2 separate regions of the Mus musculus genome follow, and region 1 is linked to region 2. A link is a contact called in public Micro-C data. All regions are on one chromosome and are shown on one strand. Each heading gives the region's core, a stretch centred on a gene start, on an enhancer-like site or on the middle of the called end of the contact. The rest is flanking DNA. Distances are from core to core; before and after follow the strand shown. Region 1 has its middle 23 kb from the start of Gm39660. Region 2 holds the start of 4933417E11Rik (RIKEN cDNA 4933417E11 gene).

Region 1 (5,992 bases), core at 1,039-3,538, 240 kb before region 2:
CAAAAGATCTTATTATAATTTTGTATGTGCTGAATTTCTTTTGGGAATTAGGAGACTCAAAATGGGGAATATGCAAGTCTCTTCAGGAGCCTAGCAGACTTTCAGCTGCTTTCATATCTTGGCTTTCCACTGTTGGAGTCAGGAGAGGTGGCCAACTGTACCAGTGTTCTCTATGTCTATAGAATGACTACTGTCTGCATAAAATTCATATGTCATGATCTCAGGAGATGGGGACTTTAGTAGGTTTTTAAATGATAATGCGATCAACAGGGCAGAATCCTAATCCTATAGAAAAGAAAGAACTCCTCAGCTTTGTGAGGACGCAGAAAACAGGAAGCTGTCTAGTTAGGTGAGAAGGGAGCTCTCACCACTGTGGCGGCGCTCTGATCTCAGACACATACTTTTAGAACTATGAAGAAATACATTTGTGTTATTCAAACAATTCATTCTATGGTAGTATGTCATGGCAGGCCAAACAGACTAGGGCATCCATGAGACAGAAGTGGAACTCCCAGGAGAGGATAGAGCATGGATCTGCTTTGGTCAGACCCAAAAGACTGCCTGGAGCTGGGAAGGGAGACTCTTTCTTTTTCTTTTTTCCGAGACAGGGTTTCTCTGTGTAGCCCTGGCAGTCCTGGAACTCACTCTGTAGACCAGGCTGGCCTCGAACTCAGAAATCTGCCTGCCTCTGCCTCCCAAGTGCTGGGAATAAAGGTGTGCGCCACCACCACCTGGTAAGTCAGACTCTTAAAGATACTAAAAAAACCCAGCCCAGGGGTGGGAAGGCCCTCAGGAAAGAAGCAACGAAGTGCTCAGAGAAGAGTCAACTTCAAACCTCTTAAGTCCATAGTGGTTCACATTTTCCCCCACAGGAAAGATCTCCCTGGCTGAGTGTGCTCCCCTAGAAGGGTAGAAGGTATCCAAAGGCAGCACTTAGATTTTATACCATGAACTTAAAGTGCTCAAGTTAGTGAGCCCCACCTGGAACTCTATCCCAGGACTTCATGGATTCCGAGGCCGCAGCTTTTCAGGGTCGGGCTTTTCGCCTTACCTGTCTTCTCACCTTTTCAAAATTAACTCTTCTCACTCCACTCCACCAAATTTCTCATTCAAGTTCAAAGGAGAAAGCCATTCTCTCAAATACTCTTGGATAACCATGAATGTTCCTTGTGTTTCCCTGATCCATCGTCCTGCCCTAAACAGATGCTCCTGAACACACTCCATACCCAACTGTGTTCTCTTTACATCCCTGTATCCCAGCCGTCTCTATCTCCTGCTTAACCTATGGTATTAATTTACTTAGTAGCCTTTCACATCTTCAATGGAACCTTCTAGTTCTCTGTCTCATGTTGTAGCCCAGCCATCAAAGGTCAGGTCGTACCCCTCTTTCATGCCCTGATTGTTGTAATATCTGTAACTGTAAAGTCCTTAATATCTTGTGCTTGCCCAGGTCACCAGTCTCACCCCTCCTACCTCCCCAGTACTCACCAGCTTTGACCTCGTGGCTCTCCGCTTAAGTCCAATGTCTTCCCTGAACCTCCAATCAAACTACAGTCTTCTATCATATATGATTTCTAAGAGTCTAAGATTCCCACCCACTGTCTCTTGTGTTAACTGGATTTTAAGTAGATGTTTAAGAAAATGATAATATTAATTTAGCATTAGTCACTGCCACTTGACTGAACTCCTCAAGGATAGGCATCCTTATCTCATCCCAATCTCTCTTCCCCGGTACTCAGTTGAGAAGCTTGAACATTTAATATTCATTAAGTGATGGGCTTTAAAAATTCTGCTCATACTGGAAGAGATGCAAGGAAGACTATCTGTGGGTCGCAGCCACAAAAAGGGACTTCTCCTTGCATTTCCTGGGAAAGATGGTTTCTTTTGCATCTTTGGGTCTTGCCCTAACAGTGAGACTCACATGTTAGTAGGATACTAAGCAGAAATATGGTATAATTTTTATCATTTAACTCACTCTCAAAGTAGCTGCTCATTTCCATTCCAGATTCTAGCTAGAGATGTTGGGTCATTTCTAAGAACATCAGTTAGGAGAGAGCAACACACAGCTTGCAATACATTGTTATTTTTTAAGTCCCCACTCCCAAACAAACAAGTGATTGCATAAAAAAATTAACTCACTTATGTCATGTACACTATGTTGATTTAAGGTTCTGTAGAAAGGAGAAAAGTGTTTTGCTTTTCAGTGTAAAGAGCTAGTCTAGAGGCATATGTTAGACCCACTCTAGTCCTTGCCCAAATATGGTGACATAACATTCTGGGTTAAGACAACTAGCCTGGATTTATAGCTTGAAATCCAGACTGGGTGAAATAGGATCCCAGTGAGTCAAAGTGTGTGATTGTTCCCAAAGTCTGGATGGAGGCCAGTCATTCATAGCTTGCTATTTCCAGTGAGATCCCGAAACACAAACACTTTTAGTCATCGTTAACAACAATCAAGAGATGTAAAATCACAGTGGGGCCTTCTAGTTAAAGCTGTAAAGTACATACCCATACTGTCTAAAAGCACCTTCCACATGTCGTTCATGTCTACCAGTATGTTTAGAACTGCAGAGTCCCCATGCTGTAAAACCTGACAATACAGGAATGTAAAACAAAGTATTAACTGTTTGATATAGGATTAACTGTTGACAAGTCCAGGAAACTTGTCAACACACTCAGGATTAGAATTTGTATGGTCACAACTTATTTTAGGGGCATTTTCTCGAAGGCCAAGTCAATATTTGTAGACCCTGGGCTGAGCTGAGTGGCAGCCAGTTCTGTGTGGCATGCGGCACTTTAGGTGGCGATTCCTGGATGATCCCCACCTTTCCCCATCCCTCCTAGCTAAAGCCAACCTTTATACCTGCAGAGTCTGGAATTTGCCATTCCTTAGGGGCAGAGGTCCTGCCTTCTTTGAAAACCCAGACACTCCTTAGAAAGGCAGTTACTTCTCAGGACATTAATCAGCCCACCTTATGTAGAAATAAAATATACTATCAATGCAATAACTTACTCTTAACCTCTCAAACTAAATCTTCTGCAAATTTTAAGTAGATGGTATTTGTCTCAGCCTGTGTGAATAGGCTTGCAGAAGTTCTCATAAGGTGACTTGCCGTTTAAAGCCGACTGACGCATACACTGTCTTCTCTGAGGAGAAGGGAGGGATGTGCTTGGAAGGCAACGGTCAGAATGAACCCAATGCCACACGATACCCCACTGATGTCTATGACCAACACGTATTGATAAAAATTGTATTACATGTGTTTATTGTGTATGAGCACATACATGTGCGTGCATGTGGATATGGGCATGTGTACCACAGCATACATATGGAGGTCAGAGGACAGCTTTCAGGAGTTGGTTCTCTCCTTCTTCTATGTGGGTCTCAGGGGTCAAACCTAGGTCATCAGGCTTGGAGTCAAGTGCCCTTACACTCGGAACTGCCTCATCAGCCCAAGAAATTTTAAAGTTTAAAAAAAAAAAAAAACTTGTGTGTGCGCGCTGGTGCACGAAAGTACACATGAACACAGGTGTTTGAGGAGGCCACAGGTGTCATATTCCCCTGGAGTTGGAGTCACAGGTGTTGGGAGCTGTCAGACACTGGTGCTGGGACTTTAACTCCGGTCTCCTGCAAGAGCAGCATGCACTCTTAACTTCCGAGCCTTCTCTCCAGCCTCCTCAATAGAGAGGTTTAAGTGAAGAAGCAGATGGGTGGAATGTCAACACACATGGCAGTGATGTGAAGAAGAGAATGAGAGGGAAGTACATTGACCTGGAAATGGTCTCTGCCAGCACAGTCTCTTCCCACGCGGTGCTGAGGCTGGGTTTGTAGACATTGTTGTTGCATATGCTTGTGGGTTTGAAGAAAACGGAGCTGAAATGATTAGAAAGAACTAGGGGGGAAATCCGCAAGTGCTCTCTCTGTTTGACAACACTGAAACCCACAGAAAAGTGCAGCAACCAGCTGAAAAACTTCAGCTCTGCTTCTACAAGAAAGCATCTTTCTCTACTTTTCATGTTGGAATAGATAAAAGCTGTGACTTGTTCTCACAATCAAAAACCCTTAAGCCAGAAAGCCATGGTATCCTTTGAAGTTTTAGGAGTTTGTATCACTAAACAGCATGTCCCAAAGATTCTGAAAGGCACGAGTTAGAGATTGGCTAGTTTAACTACTGGCTTATGCTCCTGTTAGCAGCGACTGGTAGTATTTTCACACTGAGAGTTAGTTTTGCAGAAATTAAAATATATCTGTATTTTGGTCATGCCTTACTTTCCCCTAATTGAAGCTGACATTTAAGTCCCCGTCAGGTTTCTGCCTATTAATTTTCATGTCTAGATCTAGAAAAATCTATATGATGTCATGGGATGTGTCTGGGTCTGGTGCCATGTTTTGATATGTGATGCTACGTCAGGACATCTCACCAAAGCAGACGGTAATAAAGAAGTTCATGGGCTGGCAGAATGGCTCACTGTGTAAGGATGCTTGCAACAGACCAGAAGAGATGGGTGCCATCCTAGGGATATATGAATCTATGTGGTGGTGGCTGGAAAGAACCAACTCTCTAAAGTTGACCTCTGACCTCTCCATGGGCCTGGTGGCACCCACACTTGCTCACAAAATAAATACATTAAAAATATAACGTGGCCAGACGGTGGTGGCGCACGCCTTTAATCCCAGCACTTGGGAGGCAGAGGCAGGCGAATTTCTGAGTTTGAGGCCAGCCTGGTCTACAAAGTGAGTTCCAGGACAGCCAGGGCTACACAGAGAAACCCTGTCTCGAAAAACAAAACAAAACAAATAAATAAATAAATGTAAAAACTTAAGAAAAAAGAAATTTATACCATGCTGCAGGCAGACAACCGCTTTCCTTGGTAAACTCTAGAAATGTTGGTTTGTGATCAAACAATTTATATTCTCGTCACTGAAAATTACTATCCTAATTTAATTAACTAAACTTTCATAGTTAAATACCCCCAGCCTAACCCCAAATTATAACTATCATAATAATTGGCCATGTAGTCATTCACTTTGCCTGTTTTTATGGCTCATATAGTTAGTAGCCTTAGTGGCCTTAGAGTACACTTCCTCTTAACAACAGATTTTAAAAGCATCATTGAGCTGATTGTGTCATTTCTCAAATTTCTTCTCTTCAAATTATTTATTTATTTATTTATTTGGTTTTTCAAGACAGGGTTTCTCTGTAGCCCTGGCTGCCCTGGAACTCACTTTGTAGACCAGGCTGGCCTCGAACTCAGAAATCCGCCTGCCTCTGCCTCCCAAGTGCTGGGATTAAAGGCGTGCACCACCACTCCAGGCTTCAAATTTTTTATAATATTACTCTTCCTTTTTCTCCAATCTTCATTCTACTTTCTGCTCTCCCCAAAGCTCCCTCCACCATTTGTGTATTTTGGTTTATAAACCAGATTCTTACATATCTGTGATAAAGTATGATGCTTTATTAAGTATGAGTTTTATATTCTACAAAATGGTATCACATGGCAAACTATGTTGAATTGCTTCCCTTCTGCACTCGGGGCTTGGATCACCTCTGTTGCTATGTGTTGATGTGGCTAATGGTGCTACAGAGCCATTTGTAAGATGTGCTTCCCCCATGTAACCTAGTGATAGGTGGGCATCACCTTCAATTTCTAGAAGGATGGGAGTGCTAAAGTTTTGTTAAAATGTGGAGAGATGGGTGTTCTGGGGAAGCCAGTGGTGGCTATAATGTTGAGTTTCATTTCTTGTTAGAAGTTCTAAATGAACTTAAAGAGAAGGCATCTTGCTCTAGAGAGCCTCCAGCCAAACAGCTGGTTCTCAACAGACAGCTGTAGACTCGTGACCATGAGCCTAAAAGTTAAAGCAAATGACACTATCTACAAGGAATGCTCCGCCTGTGGAGTCTGAGCTGTTGAAGGCAGAACTCGGACCGGCAGACGCAAGGGAGAGCAGATGCAGGGACTTTCAAGACAGATGAATTGTAGCAATTCTGCA
Region 2 (6,808 bases), core at 3,424-5,923:
AAGTCTAACATGGTTGGTTGCCTTTATTTCCTGCTGCTCCTGCATCCCATCCTTCTACCCAGAGTCATGGCAATCTCCTCCATTCCTCTCTGTGTCCTACCCTCAAAATTCTAAGTGTCCCACCCCATGCCCAGCTATTGGCCATTGGCATCTTTATTGATCGATTCAAAACCAATTGGGGACAAGGACCTTCAGCATCTGGACTCACAGATTCTCAATTGAATCAAAGCATTAGAACCAGTTTCCAACACAAATCTATAAATATATGCATGCAATAACAATTAATGAAAAAAGAGGCCACTGTTGATAACCAGGCATCTCCACTGCCTGCCACAGGGACCCAGCAACAGCAGATGTCATCACTAGTTGCCAAGATGTGACACATTCACACTGTTGCCAGGAGTCACATATCCTCCCCCTATACATGAGCTACATCCCCTTATAAAAGGCCAGTTCCTCCTCTCCCTGTCTTCTGTTTCCTCCACTCTCACCTAGCGACAGCCTCTGTGTACTCGCTCCCCAATAAACCTCTCACATGAGATCTGTCTCAGGGTGGGACTTCACCTCTTCTGTCTGCTGATTAGATCCTAACAGTCCTGAATTTGAAAGAGAGTAAGAAGGAATAAATGGGAGGGTTTGAAAAGAGGAAAAAGGTGGAAATTACGTAATTATATTATCTCAAAAGTAAAAGAAATGTTTGTTTAAATGTACCCACTAGCAAGACCACCTCTGGGATTCCCTGGCACTAAACTGGGATAGGAAAAGTGAGAGCAAAACAACACCTCCCCATGGTCTCTGTCACTCTCCACTCCCATAGCCTGCCTGACCACTTCCACCACAGCATCATAAAGGCTTTCTCCCCAGAAATGCCCAGAAGCCAGAGCAAAGCAGACACTCAGCAAATACTGTCAAATAAACGAGTACATGAGCAAGTTCACAAAAGACTTGTGACATGTCATTTCATGACGGAAAGGAAGTAAACTGGCATTCAGACCTGTGACCTGTTGTGCACCATTGTTTATTTGCAGTTATAAACTTCAACTGGGGTTTGTGCGATCTTCCATGTAAACCTTTACTCATTCAACTGTTTGTTCACTCACACTGAGCAGACTTGAGTCTCCTTGTATTCTAGGCACTGGGGAAAAAAGGGTAAACTAAATACAAATGTAGTGGGGGCAACAACAGGTCTTTCTACAACAGTAAAAAGTGAAAACAGGGCCAAAAGTGAAGGTAGAAATCAAATAGTGACTAGTAGCTGCCAGAGGAGAGCTAATGATGTTTTCAAGAGAAAACAGTATATTTCAAAAGAGAAAGAAAGGCATTGACAATACACAAATACACAGACATACATACATGCACCCCACACACACATATATGAACACACACACACAAGGCATTCTAGATATTGAAAGACCAGATCTTGGGTTCAGACTCCATCTTAGAGAACCTGACCTAAGGTTGAACTCTCTAGCACCAGTTTCCAGGTTACTCCCCATCAAACCTGTGCATACAGGTTACAAGGCTGCCCCTGGCACTTCACTTCTTAATAACCACCAATCAGGAGGAAAGCAGAAGTTAAGTTTATGGTTTGGCTCTAGCACAAGTCAGTTATGTTAAAGGACAACAAAATTCCTTAATAGCCCCCCAATAAGATATGTGCCAGCCTAGAACCCCCCTCACTTGCTTACTTGCTCACCATTTCCTATAAAACCTTGTCCCACTGAAAGCTCAGGGCTTCTCCCTCCCATCCTGCTGCATCAGAGATGGCAGTGTAGCCCAAGCTCAACCTTAAATGATCAGAATTGGCTTGCATCAGAGTTGGCTCCTTGGCTGTCTTTTGAGGTTCAAGAACACTTAATGGGCACAACAAAGTAGGACATTATAAAATGGACTCTCAGCAGTAAGAAAGTATGAGACTGCCAACCCATTCTTCTCTTGCAAAGAATGCAACAGGAAAAGGGAAAGAGTATGCAGCTTGCCTGAATGCTCTCTGAGAAGGCCCAGCTGTCCTCTGAACAGCAAAATGCAGCTTCGGAAAGCAGAGCTAAGCCTCTCTGGCTGATTGAAAAAATATGTACAGTCTGAGAGTAAACACAGGGCTAAGAACATCTTGCTGTGCACCGTGTGGTCAGCAGGCTCTGCTGAGCTCTTAATACACAGCAATTATCCACAGTGCTGACTCATGCTCCTGAACTCCACAGATGTCTTCCATTTTTAGAGACTCTTTTAGGAGCCTCTCCATCTTTCTCGTGGGTGGCTGGTGTGGACTTTCAAAGGAAAAATCCAAGAGAAGACTTTCAGTGGGAGCACCCAGCCGGAGCCCCCCAGAAAGTGGGTGCCTCATAAGAACATTCCAGAAGCTGCTTGGTATTTCATGGTCTAGCCTGGAAAGTGACGTGCTGTTTATTTCTGCTCTGTCCTATTGATTGAAGCGGTCGTAAACGCATGCTCAGGGTTGAAGGGTTGGGGGATTTAAATTCTACTTTTCAATGGAAGAAAATCAAGATGTAAAGATCCTCTCTTAAAACCAGAACACTGGGCCTGGCAAGAAGATTCAGTAGATAAGGGCGCCAGCTGCCAAGCACAGTGAGCTGCAGTTACTCTCTAGACCTGATGAAGTGGAAGGAGAGAATCAACTCAAAAAACGCTGTCCTCTGACCACACACACACACACACACACACACACACACACATGCTCACTGTGGCATATGCATGCCTACACAGAGACACACAAAAGGGGGGGGGGGTTAAATGATACTAAAAACAAAAACCAGAAGGCGTCACCTTCTCCTTTCACACAGAGGGTCCAATGTTTACGCTGTTCTGCAGACACCATATTGCAAGGAAGACAGAAGAGCTAAGGGACTCAGAGACATCAGCCCTGGCGATACTGAGCTAATGAGCCAATCAGAAAACTATTAAAACCTCCAGACCTTTGATGATATGAGAAAAACCAACTCTAATTTATTTAAGACATTCTCAAGTTCTTTTATTGCTTATAGCAAAATAGTTTCCAGCCAGTGTACCACCTCCGCTGACAGACATAAGGAGGAGTGGGCTACCATCAATGGACCAGCATCCGGAGGAAGCCAGACATATAGAGTTAAGAAAGCTATGTGAAGGCATTTTGGACTTTTATTATAGCTTCTGAGGTCTCATCAACTCTGGCTAAGCCTCAGAGAATTTCAAAGCAAAGCATATTTGTAGCTAACTGACATAAATTTCGGGTATAAAACTGACATGAAAAATGCATTATCCTTAAAAATTGGTAGAGCACTTAATGACTACAAAGCACTTCCTGGTCTTCAGCCCCGTAATTGGAGTAGGTGATTTACACTCTCGTTTTCACTCAGTGTCAACCAACCACAATGTACAAAATGAAGACATTTGTCTCATCCAAGAAATTATACCCTTAGAAAACAAAGCCCAGACAACGCATCAGGGATTCGGAAAGAGTGAAGGAATGTCAAGTGCTCCTCCAAAAGGCAAGCTGAGAAAAAGCTCAAAACCAGTGAACTCCTCCCTCCTCCGATGCAAGGACCCATTCCAGCTTCATACTGGAATATAGAAACTGAGAAAGAAGACCTCACAGCCCCGCCCCCTCTGCCCCCTCCCACTCGTGAGCTCACCAAGCTGGGTTTGTTTGGGGGTTTATTTATCTCATGTACAGAGCACGTGGGCTCTCAAGATTGTTCCTTTTATCTTAAAATGAAGTTCATAAAAGTGAATTATCTCGGCCGCAGCCATCGTCCAGTAACTCGCCAAAATGACGAACACAAAGGGAAAGAGGAGAGGCACCCAATATATGTTCTCTAGGTCTTTTAGGAAACATGGCGTTGTTCCTTTGGCCACATACATGCGAATCTACAAGAAGGGTGATATTGTAGACATCAAGGGAATAGGCACTGTTCAAAAAGGAATGCCCCATAACTGCTACCACGGCAAAACTGGAAGAGTCTACAATGTCACCCAGCATGCCGTGGGCATCATTGTAAACAAGCAGGTTAAGGGCAAAATTCTGGCCAAGAGGATCAATGTGCGGACTGAGTACATCAAGCACTCAAAGAGCAGAGACAGCTTCCTGAAGCGGGTGAAGGAGAATGATCAGAAGAAAAAGGAAGCCAAAGAGAAGGGCACCTGGGTGCAGCTGAAGCGCCAGCCTGCTCCATACAGAGAAGCACACTTTGTGAGGACTAATGGAAAAGAACCTGAGCTGTTGGAGCCCATTGCATGTGAATTCATGGCCTAAAGTACAAAAGAAATTAAGTACCAGTACCAAGAAAAAAAAAAATAAGTTAATTATCTCATCTCTCAGAGATGAGATGTACAAGATCTGTGCATAGACTTGGACTCTGAGATCCAGTTACATTCTGGAGTTCAATACAACTCCCAATACTTGGCAGTATTTGGAAAGCTTGGAGCTTAACAAGCAGAACGGGAACTGCGGGACTGTTCCTAGAAACACTTCCACTCCCCATCAGATGATTCACCTGTGGATCTCCGCGGAGGTTTCAGTGTGTGCTCAGACCTCACACCACAGGACTCTCCTGGAGGGGAGTTTCCAATATTGACTTAGGAAAGGTCAGCTCTTGCTTAGTGCCAGAACCATGGTGGGTTGCAGCCAGAGCCTCTGGACTCCATTCCTGCATCCCACCCTTCCCAGTATGCAGGACTGAAGACTTAGCATTGGGGGGGGGGGGCTGCTCCTCAGATCTCCAACAGAACCAACTGCCCACTAGTGTACCACATCTCCTCAGAGGTGGTCCAGTAAGATGGAACTCCTAGACGGGCTGCAAGCTTCAAGTGGCCCTTGGAAGTCCGTGGGTTTTGAGCATTTAACTCTTCTCCTAATCTTTAACACGTGACCTCTAAATCCTAGGTCTGGAGCCCTGAAAATTCTAATGAAACGCAATGACTAGTGTAAGACAGTATTGTTTTTCATTTGCTTGCTTGTGAGTTGGTTCTGTGTTTTTGTTGTTTTTGAGTGAATAGGAAAACACGATTACACTTTTTTTTTTTCCTGAAGCTTCCACTTTCCTCAAATTTTCCATTTGGCGGCTATGTATTAAGCCTATTCTTTGTGACCCCAGCTAGTCATTATCATTATGAACGAGAAAATAGAGCAGATGTCTATTTGGATAATGGTGCTGACTTAGTAATCTAGGGAACACTCTTATGGAGGAAAGAGCTCCAGTGAACACCATGTGTGTGATCGGGGCAGAAGTGCAGTTCACCGGAGACATCGTACCAGCTCCATCAGAAGTAATGAGATGTGCACGTGCCTGTGTCTATGTGCTCAGCTGCACATTTGCAATGTGTCGATTCAGAAAAAAAATGAGATTTCTGATTTGCAATGTGTTTGGTTTTCCTGTTTTCCCAGCAATGAATAAAAACCTGTCTTGTAAGGTCAAAACAGCTTACATACAATACCTTCACATGCCGTATAGGATCCTAGCAAAATCTGCATGCACGCTCAGGAATCACTCTCTCTAGAACCAGCATCCTGTTGCAATCCCTAAATGGGTCCTTGAGCGCTAACCAAAACAGTGTTAGCACTTCAAAGTTCACAGATGCGTAAATTAGACAGGAAGGTGAAGGATCAAGGAAGCAGGTTTCTTCATTTCTAACTGCTGCCATCTGGTGTGAATCTAACTCCCGGGGAGAAGCAGACTGGCAGGTGACAGCTTAGAGCATGGCCGGTCCTTTAGGAATGCCACCCAATCCTTTTCCTTGTAATTGGTACCTGCGTTTACATAGATTTACATAAATTATGTATCCGTTCAGATCCTCTTAGTGCCCATTTAGCATTAAAATAATTTGATATTTTTAAGATACCAAGTCTCTTATTTCCTTTCTCTTTTTTCATCTTGCTGTGTTACTCTGTCACTGTGGGCCCCACAGTGGTATCTGTCAATGGAGAAGTCATTCATTTATTGTGTCATGTAAATTGAGGGAATCTGCAATCTTGGCCTGTCCTTTTCACTGTCAATCCAGAGCCAACTTCTGTAAACTTTCTAGGGCTGGATGTGGGAAACAATGAAGATAACACTGCCTTCCTGCTGGTCCCAGAGGAGGCAAAACCTCCTAGCAGATAAACATGGCATGCCTGATTCCCACAGCACAACAGAAGTAGGCAAGCTTGGGGTCACTGGTGTAGTCCCTTCTATTGTGATGATGGTGCTCTCTGCACATTCAACTGTATATCCATCCTGTCCTTTTCAGAAAGGACTCAGGGCATGTCCTCTTCTCTGCTTCCTGGAAGTTCTCACTGACAGTGCTTTGTCGGGCGCTCGTTGCTCTGGTCGTCCGTGACACTCTCTTCTCTGCTATCCAAAGGCACTTAGGAACACTCACATGCCCTCAAGCCCAGCCCCCACACTGACATGAAGCTGTCCTATATACTACAATGGATTTCTTTCTTCCTTGTATTCCAGTGATGAGACCGCTAGAGGATCTTGGGCTTGAAACTTACACAGCCCTGCAGCTCTGCACTGGCGTGTGTATTAGTAGTCCTTGGAGAAGTTGGGCCCTACCCTCCCAGGGAGCTAAATTAACCATAGTGGAACAGATCTCAGCAGTGCAAGCCTTGGTATTCAAAGCATGAGCCAGAGTTGAGAATGCTATAAAACTCACTGGATTTACCAGTAAAGGAAATCTTCACTTGGGAGGGTGTAAACTCACAGAAAGATAAGCTTGGGGTCTCCCCCACTTTCAATGCACACACCATTTTCTTTTCCTGTAGAAGTGATTATTAAATATTTTTAAGAAATAAAATTTTTTTTAAAAAAGAAAGAAATAGAAGAAAACC

The links. A called contact is a pair of places that touch in the nucleus more often than the background predicts.
Region 1: a Micro-C map of embryonic fibroblasts shows a contact between it and region 2, with 2.3 times the contacts expected there. The contact joins the enhancer-like site here to the promoter of 4933417E11Rik in region 2. A contact is called at or near these places in 10 of 39 promoter capture datasets (the 3T3-L1 cell line, 3T3-L1-derived adipocytes, HPC-7-derived erythroid cells and 7 more), 1 of 15 datasets of contacts at CTCF or cohesin (the NIH/3T3 cell line), 2 of 484 Hi-C or Micro-C datasets (the C2C12 cell line and embryonic fibroblasts), 2 of 115 datasets of contacts at active chromatin or transcription factors (the NIH/3T3 cell line and fibro-adipogenic progenitors) and 1 of 9 other capture datasets (embryonic stem cells).

What each region holds. Positions count from the first base shown.
Region 1 is chr1:71,761,418-71,767,409 of GRCm38.p6, forward strand. No RefSeq gene overlaps it. Among named protein-coding and RNA genes, the nearest start is that of Gm39660, 23 kb to the left of the region's middle. Within about 2 kb of position 2,289, at least 45 of the 459 cell types and tissues checked have an H3K27ac peak or open chromatin away from gene starts, as enhancers often do. A contact at or near this core is called in the C2C12 cell line, the NIH/3T3 cell line and embryonic fibroblasts, where this site is marked.
Region 2 is chr1:72,000,522-72,007,329 of GRCm38.p6, forward strand. It overlaps 4933417E11Rik (RIKEN cDNA 4933417E11 gene), which reads right to left and starts at 4,674. Exons shown (of 3, transcript NR_040454.1): 1 at 4,491-4,674. It also overlaps the pseudogene Gm5528.